Regions from separate parts of the Rattus norvegicus genome. Here region 2 is linked to region 1. Evidence: chromatin contacts called from public Hi-C data. All regions are on one chromosome and are shown on one strand. The core of a region is the stretch at or near the end of the contact, and the rest is flanking DNA. Distances in the headings are between cores, read along the strand shown. Region 1 holds the start of Gtf2b (general transcription factor IIB). Region 2 holds the start of Pkn2 (protein kinase N2).

What was found. A called contact is a pair of places that touch in the nucleus more often than the background predicts.
Region 2: a Hi-C map of liver shows a contact between it and region 1, with 3 times the contacts expected there. The contact joins the promoter of Pkn2 here to the promoter of Gtf2b in region 1. A contact is called at or near these places in 2 of 12 Hi-C or Micro-C datasets (frontal cortex and liver) and 1 of 1 datasets of contacts at active chromatin or transcription factors (oligodendrocytes).

Annotation. Positions count from the first base shown.
Region 1 is chr2:234,425,442-234,430,197 of GRCr8, reverse strand. Gtf2b (general transcription factor IIB) reads right to left here and starts at 2,464. Exons shown (of 7, transcript NM_031041.2): 1 at 2,439-2,464. The coding sequence starts at 2,455. LOC108350125 (a long non-coding RNA gene) reads left to right here and starts at 2,595. Exons shown (of 5, transcript XR_010064474.1): 1 at 2,595-2,734; 2 at 2,942-3,021; 3 at 4,097-4,230.
Region 2 is chr2:234,557,239-234,561,994 of GRCr8, reverse strand. It overlaps Pkn2 (protein kinase N2), which reads left to right and starts at 2,626. Exons shown (of 22, transcript NM_001105755.2): 1 at 2,626-3,029. The coding sequence starts at 2,982.

The DNA.
Region 1 (4,756 bases), core at 1,215-3,714:
ATGGGAGAGGGCAGACACTGCTTTATACTTGCAGTTGTTCTGTAAATTTGTTAGAGAAAAAGTAAATTATGGAAAGTATACATAAAAATCAAAAAGCTGCTAAAATAAGGGAAATGTTAGCAGAATAAGAGCAATAAACAAAGCAGGAAGTTAACCTAACAGTATGGTAAGGATTAACATAGTCTGGCACTACCAACAAGGCTATCCAGCCAGCTCTGATGGAACAGAACTAAGGTATTCTATCAACTCGAGGCCACCCTAATACTATATAATATATATACATATATATATATATATATAAAATACTATATATTATACTATACATAGACTAGAGTGAGGCTGCCTCAAAAGGTAAATAGATAAGTAGATAAGTAAATAGCAGGTCAAGGACTGGGAATGGCGCTCACCGATAACTAACTGTACATAAGAGTTGCAGGGCAGCTTACTCTACAGTCTCAAAAACCAAAGTAGGCAAAGAGGCTGGGGATGTAGCTTAGTGGGAGAATGCTCGCCTAGTATATACAAGTCCTGGTTTCAATCCCTAGCATTTAAGAGAGGGAAACATCAAGAACTCTGCAGTGTGTTTAAATGATACTGCCTTGAACATTATTTTAGTATGGCTTTTTGTCTGCATGTTTGTCTGTGAAGCATGAATATGACTTGGTGCCTACAGAGACAGGAGAAGAGATACCCTGGAATTGGAGTTAGAGTTCATGAGCTTGCTATGTGGGTGCTGGAAATTAAACCCAAGTCCTCTGGAAAAGCAGCCACTGTTCTTAACCATGGAGCCCCTCCCCAGCCCCAAATACATTTTGAAGCTCAATCTACACATCCTGAAAGACAGGCACTATTTTCATTTTAGAGATGGTGGTCAAAGTTACTGAAGTCAGAATAAGTAGTAGGCGTCCCTCGGGACATGTCCTCCTGGAAAATGAACACCAGCCAGTGCCAACGACATACCACCCTCAAGGACAAACTCTCAGGCAAAAATCTACCAGTGACTTCTCTCTACTCACACTGGTGGAAAAACATGATAGGAACAATAATGACAGATTGAAAAGCTGGATGAGGTCCAGGCATATCTGCAATCCCCTAGCTTTCAAGGTGGACAGGAAGATTCTAGACCAGTAACTCAAAAACAAAAACTGGCTGTCCAGAAAAAAATAAATTTCAAGGAAATTTTTAAGGGAAGAAAAGTTTAAAAATTGTAACCAGTGATTTTACAATGTATACTATTCAAACACTACCACTTGTGTTTCAAGAATATAGGAGTTCCTTTTCCATACGGAAAGACAAGCAATGCCTACATAGGAACACACTCAGATTCCACGTCAGCCATGGGAAATTTCAACAGTATTTGGGGAAGCTGAAGGTTCCCATGTCCCTACAAGGAAGCCTTACCTGATAAAACCACACCCAGATGGAATGATTAAATCATAATTAATCTAATTAAACCATAATCAGTAAACAAGAGTGTCCATGGCTTCCACACATGAAGTTGAAGCGGCTTCCTATGCCCACCTCCCACTTTTTATAATAAACCGCAGACTTGGAGGTTCCCAGAATGGGCCGAGGTTTTGGTGAATAATGGCTTCCTGTGGTGACGTTTAGCAACTCCACACAGAGTAACCACTTCAGAAAAAAAGTGCCAGTAGTGAAGAACTTAATTTGATACTTTCTGTACATTCTGTGTTAACTGGAGACCAGTGGAATGATAATCACAAATAGGTATACTAGGCACTGGAAAGGTCAACATGCTAGCATGACTCAGTTTACACATATGCCAATATACTAATATGTACCTCATAGTGGTTACAAGAGATATATAATTAGGGTCTGCAAAGCATTTTGCAGGTCACAAGATTAAAGGCCGTCTCTGAGGACACAACACGCATTTCCTGTAGATATTAAGTGCACTGCGTTTTAAAAATACATTTAAAATGACTTCCAGCATATGTAATTAATTTTCTGCAGACAGCATCTCCTTCGGAGTATGCAATGATACTTTTCGGGGTGGGGACGGGGGTGGGATCTTTTAGGAGAATGAATCAAGTCTCCGTATGTGCTTTCATTTCCACTTCTCGGGGGAGCCACTGAGCTGGCGACCCTTTCCACCAGACAACCAATGTTGACGTTTCTCAACTTTGTGGCTGTCAGATCGACAGGGTCCTGGAACGTCGCTTCCCCAGCTTTTGGAAAGGCGGTTTCGGACCCTCAGACCGGATGGGCCATAAGGGAGGAAATACACAGAAAACATTAACATGACACAAAGACGGTTGGAGGGTCCGACCGAGACGGAGGTCGGGGCCGTGCCGATCCGCAGGGACAAGCCCGGGGGGCGATGACTCAGGCGGACAAGGGACGCCCGTGGCGGCCTTCTGGAGGAGCCTCGGCCCCGCGATCCCCATCTCCACTCGCTCGGAGGCCGTTGCACTCACCGGCTGGTCGACGCCATCTTCAAGGCTCCGCCAACAGCTCCGTCCAAAGCAGGAAGCAGCACTGGCTCTTAGACGCCCCGAGCCGGGATTTTATGTGCGAGTCACTCGCGCGCACTCCGCGCAGCTACGGGTCGGGAGGAAGGCCAAAAAGTGTTGGGTGCATGACGACGCGGGCTGTGTACTTCCTGGTTTTCTTTGCTGCGTGGCTCTCGGCTGCTTATTAATAGGCAAAATTTCAAAGCCTGGCGTGATAGCACGCATCATTAATCTCGGGAGGCAGAGGCTGGAGGATCTCTGTGAGTTTAGGGGAAGCCCGGTCTACACTAGGAGCTCCATAACAGCCGGAGGTAGGGTGGGGGAGTGGTGGGAGGAGAGAAAGTTCAAACAAGTCAAACAAAAAGCCAAAGCAAGAAGAGTCTCAGGATGAGCTGCACCAGAGCTAGCTCTCAAACAGACCAGATTAAAATGGGAGTTGCCTCAGATCTCCTGTTGTATTCCTGCAGTAAGAAGGTCGGAGGAGGATCTGGAGTCAGACCACGTTTCAAACAAACACCTTTAAACAAACAACACACAAGGAAACCAGGTTGGTTGAAAGGGACAAAGCCCTCACACCAAACCACTTTTTTATTTTTCAGTCAGTTTTCCCTGTCTGATTGAATCTCTCATTTGCCCTAAGGAATTTGTAATAAAAAGAGAAATTAGCTGTTGTCTTGAGGAACAGGTTATCAATTCAAGCTCTGTCATAGACCAACATGATTCAAAGTTCCTACATGTCCTTTACCTCAATAGTGTAGGGAATAGAGGGTGTCTGCCTCACAAACCCTTCTAGAATTGCAAGAGATCCAAGAGAGCCCAGTGATAGCCATATATATTGTGAGGCAGACAGAGAGTCTGGCCCTGCTATGACCCAGGTTTTTGTCTTTCCCCAATCATCATTGGACATTTGACTGAAAGCTGAGTATAGAAAAACTGATAAAACAGCTAACGACTGTCCTAGGGCCCAGATGCATTAATCAGCTAAACTCGTACCAACCTGGAAATAATAAGGCAGGTCTTGTGGTTCACCCCTGTAATTCTAGCACTTAGGTTGCAGAGGTGGGCAGTCTGGAATCCCAAGCCAGCCTGACCTGCAGAGTGAGACCCTGTCTCAGGTCCCACCCTCTTTCCTTAAGGTAATAACGATACACTCTTGTAAATAAACCCAGTGGACAAAATCTGAATCAAAATAACCACAAGGTGGGCATCTTCCACTGAGACGAAAACTCAGTAAGCATTTTATTTGTTAATGGCCATCAAATGCCATTGTTGAAGTGGGAATTTCTGGTTTGGTTGGAGACTCAGTTGTTTCATGTGATGTTTTTCTGGAAAGTGTCTTATGTGAGGATGTTTTGCTGAGAACAGACACAGAGTGTTTTCCTGGAAGCTGCCTAGTGAATGGGCATGTGGTGTTTTGATGGAGCAGATGCTTGAGCAGACATATGATTGGAAAGAGTGTATGTAGAACCCAACAGAGAGTGTACAGTGCTCTTGCATTGGTTTGCCTTGGGGCTCTTTGCTGGTCTTCCTTAGGCTTTGCTGAGTCTGGTCTTCGCTGATGACACTCTTGCCTTGGTTTGCCTTGCTTCCTTGGCTGATCGCTGCTTGTTGTGACTTCATAGAGAGCAATGCACCAAAGAACTTCTGGTGGTATTCCAACTGCTTCTTCCTGCTTCTGAGGACTTGTACTCATAGGTGGGGGCCTGATGGTTTCTACTGGATCTAGCCATTCCTACTGATTCGTGTTTGATGTTTGGTGAGTATACTGGACTGCTGCTGCTGATTTGGTGTTTTGTTAGTGGATGGGACTGCTGGCAATGAAGATTTGAATTGCTCCAAAGAACCATTTCTAAGCATGTTCCCAACCCCTATTTCCTATTAACGTTTCTTTCTCCCTACTTCTGGTGGGTGGTGGGCTAGAAGAGAGTTTGAAGCCTTAAAGTAGGTTTTGAAATCTCCAAGCCTAGACATTCTTTTCAAGATCTTTTTGTTTTGGTTGTTGTTGTTAGTTTGTTTGCTTTAAGATGGGGTTTCTCTGTGTAGCCTTGGCTGTCCTAGAACTCTGTAACCCAGGCTGACCTGTGAATCAGAAATCCACCTGCCTTTTGGGGTTAAAGGCATGTGCCACTGATGTCTGGCTATCAGACATTGTTTTCCTGAGCAGAGTAGAAGCTACTAGCTTCAACTGAAAGAACAAGAGGTGCTGGGAATGTCGGTCCTTTGGTAGACTCGTAGACTACATGAAGGCTTGGGTTCAGTACCCAGCGCTACAGGGAACAGGT
Region 2 (4,756 bases), core at 1,377-3,876, 130 kb before region 1:
GTTTCCCCAGCACAACTAGTATCAGAAATAATTCCTATATCTTTGAAAAACCTGTGCACTTGTTTACACTTACAGATGATCTGTAAGATTAAAGTTATTATACAGGTTAGGACTATGAAAAATTTAAGTCTTTTCCTATGGTGATATAATGCTCTTTGAATTCAGTTTATGAGGATTCTATTTTAAAGCACAGAGCAGATTAAAACCAACCCAGGTGGCAAATGAAATTCCAATTCTAAGACTTTGTTCTTTACCTGTGTCATTTAATAATACTATTTTTTTCCAATTAGTTAAACTGGGGTTTATTATTTAGTACTTACTGTAAGAGCTAGGCTACATGTTTGTCTCCTTAGGGTTAAAATTCCATGCTGCTGAAATGTGAACATTTTCTCTTTAGCTCTAAATTTGTTTTTCTAAAGAAATCTCAATGTCTATGTTTCTATGTGTCTAACATTTATGTAGCCCTTGCTGGTTTGGAATACATTATGTAGACCAGGCTGGCCACAAGCTCACAGACTTCTGCCAGCTTCTGCCTCCCAATTGCTGGGATTAAAAGAGTGTACTATCACACTTGGTATTGCACAAATAATTCTTAATAGTTAAACACTTGTTATGTATATATGGAGTTTCTCATTTTTTTCCCGGAGAAAGGTGAAATATATATACCAGTAGGAATCTAGTGACCCTAAATTGAACACTTTAAATGGTAAGTTTTGCTATGTATACTTTACAATAAAAAAATACTAGCATTAACTCCTACATCTTTGTAACTACTATTTAAAATTGCAACATAGTGTTTTGGACACAACACTGCTTCCTCAAAAGGACTCCCTACTCACTTGTTATAGTCTCTTTCTTAATCCTCCTTATAACTCCAGGGTCTAACTCTCTCTGACTATTAGTTACTGGGGAAGGTAATTATATATCCTGGCTTTTCCAAATGTTGTTAGTTCCTTGTTGCTTCTTTGATTAATAAGCCTTCACGTTATTTGCAAGAGTTACAAACGTTACTCTACACACTACAGAAAGTATGAAGACAAAGTAGTGTGTCTCAGGTTTATCGATCTACCATTCTTTTTTTTTTTTTTTTTTTTTTTTTTTTTTTGGTTCTTTTTTTCGGAGCTGGGGACCGAACCCAGGGCCTTGTGCTTCCTAGGTAAGCGCTCTACCACTGAGCTAAATCCCCAGCCCCTCGATCTACCATTCTTGAAGCAACAGTTAATAACCAGCCAATTCCAGCTCTAGCAAAGTATTTTAAATCCTGCAGTACGATGAAACTGGATCCGTGTTTATACATATTTCACTTAAGTTATAATCAGTATGTAGAATGAAACAGTATTCCTAAGACAAGATTTGGTGAAGTAACAGTGTGCAGCCAGCCATAAACCCATTTTAAAGTTGATTGTGTAACCTGATTAAGCTACCTGTTGCTTTTACTGTTTTCAGTCCAGGCAATTCATTAAACAGAACTTTCGAAGTACACAAAGTACACACTGGAAAATTTTGTCAATATATTGTGAATCGGTGTTAAAGAACTCTAGATTTTCAATGTTTTCTGAGTTCAGTGAGACTCTGGGAGACAATCTGTAGGAGCCTGCATCAATAACACAGGAAAAGTAAAGTTCTTCTCAGACCTGAACCTCCCCGCCTGGAGCCTGCCTTTAATTCCTCATACTCACTAAATGGCTACCACCACTTTCTCCAAATTGCTTTTAACCAGCTAGCTGCATTTAATCGTCAGAATCCCAAGTGAAGCCAACACAGAGAATCCACTCACTGATTAGACAAAAGCCACAGCTTGGGGTCTCTGTTGATACTTGTGATAGTGTTACTTGTAGAAGCCCCATGGAGTTACAACTACGAGTTACACTATGCTACTAAGTAGACTATGCTACTAAGTAGCTAGTTATGGGATGCTACTAAGTAGACTATGCTACTAAGTAATTAGTTCTCATTTATACCTCCCCCAGTCAGGTCGGCCTCGGTTCCTTCCCGAAGTTGATTCTGCCCCATCTCTTTCCGTTAAACTTAGATTAAAAAAAAAAAATCAACAAATGAGCCAGTTCAACTTTGAGCTCAGTAGTTTTCCAGCTCCAACCACCGCTCAGGGTAGCGCTCGAGGAAAAGGCAGCCAGTGGGGATTGCCCTGAAAAGTTGTTGGAGCTCTGACCACTCCCACTTCTCCAAAGTGCCTCTTCCGTGCCGGTTTGGCTCACAGTGCACCTTACTGGTGGCGACGTCGCGCGAGCCTAAGGCAAGAGGTTGACACGCTTGGGCAGGTTAGGGAGGGAGGAAGGGGCAGCACGGGGTGGGCGAGCTTCGGGACGAGGCTCCCCAGAAGGGCGGGCCGAAAGTAGCCCCAACCTGCGGCCGGAGGCCAGACTTAGCGTTCGCGCGGAGCCGTTAAGCGCAGCCGGAGGTGGGTGTGGCCTGCTCGCCCTTCCCGCCTCCCGGCGACGCGAGCCCGGGCCTTTCGCCTCAGTGTCACCCCGGCCCACCCAGAGCCCGCCCCGCCCCGCGCGCCTGGCCTCGGGGTCCCCGCCAACACCATCTTCCCAGAGCCCGCCCAGCCGGGGGCGGTGGCCGCGGCCGTCACGTGCGCCGGCAGCCGCCAAGTGAGGCTGCTTTTGCGACACGGTGACAGCCAAATGGTGCGACAGGAGGAGCTGCCGCCGCGGCCGCTGCGCCCCGCACCGAGAGCTCTGAGGCGGCTCCCGGCGTCGCCCTGAGGGAGCGGCTGAGGGAACAGAGTCCGGCGGGCGGCGGCGGGCGGCGAGGGGAGCCGCGCCGAGGGCCCTCGCTCCCCGCCGCTCTCCATGAGCCGGGCCGCCTGAGCCGCGCCTGCAGCCGGGCCGCGCCTCCATGACTCCCTAGTTGCTGCTTTCTCTCCGGTCCTCACCCCCCCGCCCGGCTCCCGTCCCGCCTTCTCCCTCGGCCGCGCCGCTGGCCGCTTTCAGGTGCGGAGTCCCGAGCGGAGCGCCATGGCGTCCAACCCCGACCGGGGGGAGATCCTCCTCACGGAGCTGCAGGTAAGGGCCGCGGCCCTGCGGGAGCGCCGCCCTGGGAACACGGGGGAAGGCGGCCGCGGGGTCTGGGACGCTGTGCGGCGCGCCCCTGGCCCGCTAGGTGTGGAAACTCGCGGGTTGTCAGGCCGGAGCCGCTTCTCCTCCCCGGGACCCAGTCTCCCGCGCGCTCTCGGAGGCCACCGGGCGGAGGGACACCGTCTCCGCGGGCGGGTCCGTGCGCTCGCTCGGGTCCCCTCCCGGTGTCACCGCCCCGCCCTCCCCCCAACCCCGCTCCCGAACTCCTTTGAATGACTCCCAGGCTGTGGGCGGTTCCCTCCCCTTCCCCTCCGACAGCACAAAGAGCGCCCCCCAGAACTTCAGCCCCGGAGGACTTGCTCCCAAGTGATGGCCTTGCGCTGCCAGCCCCCTTCAGGTGACGGAGAGCCTGTAGCGTGATCTGCGGGCCGCGGCTTTCTCTCAACTTTTCCTTTTTAACTCCATGAAAGATAGATAGGTGGTCTCTCCGATGACTCCCCCTGCTCACATCCGGAAGTTCAGATATTGATGCCTCCCCCACCCCAAGACTTTCATTTTCTCTCTGATTTGGACACAAGAGAGTGAGAGAGAGCTACAGAAGTTGTTTACAAACCAGAGAACAGTTCATTAAGTGAAAACGTTAGGCAGCACATGTCCGCAGAAGATAACAAAATAGATCTCTGAATTAGTGTATTCCGTGTCAAAGCAACATTATTCTTTTCCTATCTACAACAAAATATTTGATGAAGTAAGCACGATTTTTCTTTTGAGATCTCTATGGAGTCGAAGACTTAAGTTTACCATGTTGTTTAGTTTTCATTACTGTGGAGTATTCAAGGGATTGTTTACATCTGGATTAGAATTTTGTCTCTAAACTGGGTTTGTTTTGTTTTAATGTATTCATATTTTGGCTACTCAGTTGATTTTTGTTTTTATGATGACAAAGTTAATAATTGCTTCAATGTGTAAATTTCTTTTTGAAATGCCTTTCTTTCTAGATTCCATTATAAGTCTGGTATATTCGGACAATCAGATATCAGTTTAAACACATTGCTGTGATATTTGCTATATCTTAATCAAAATTAGAGACTTGTACAGGGCACACAAATACACTGCTGCACTTGTGGAATCCTTCGGAAATGTAAAGTTCAATTTCCTGTCATTCGAAAATGTCACTATATAACCTTTTAACTACAATTAGCTTTTAGTAAGCAACTCTTCACAACACAGATTTGCTAACTGAATAGATCCTTTTAGGAATTTACATGCTTCTAAAAGTAAGCATGTACTTTTGGTCTTAAATATTTTGGAAAAAGCATATATTGCCTTCTTTTGAAATATGAAAAGCATATTTATAGAAGAAAATGCCTTTAAAATGGCAGCATTTGTCTTATCTGTGGTGTTGAATTATAAAGTATATGGCATCCTTGTATTTTCGGGGGGTTGGCATAAATGCACTTATTTTGGCATTGTAACCGAAAGCATTTTTTATTATTAAGTTATATTTAGGAACTTTTTGTTAGTAAGGTCAATTTCAGCAGTAACAAGCAAGTTAAAGAAGGAAAAAAAACCCTTTAAATATGACAAGTTAAAAAGTGGAAACAAAGGAACACCCAATGGAGTTACTTTTTATAATAAAGTATAGCTTCCTCTAAAAAATAGTTCTTATTATCTGGTACTTCAACAACTTTTACATTGTCATATATGGAGGACAT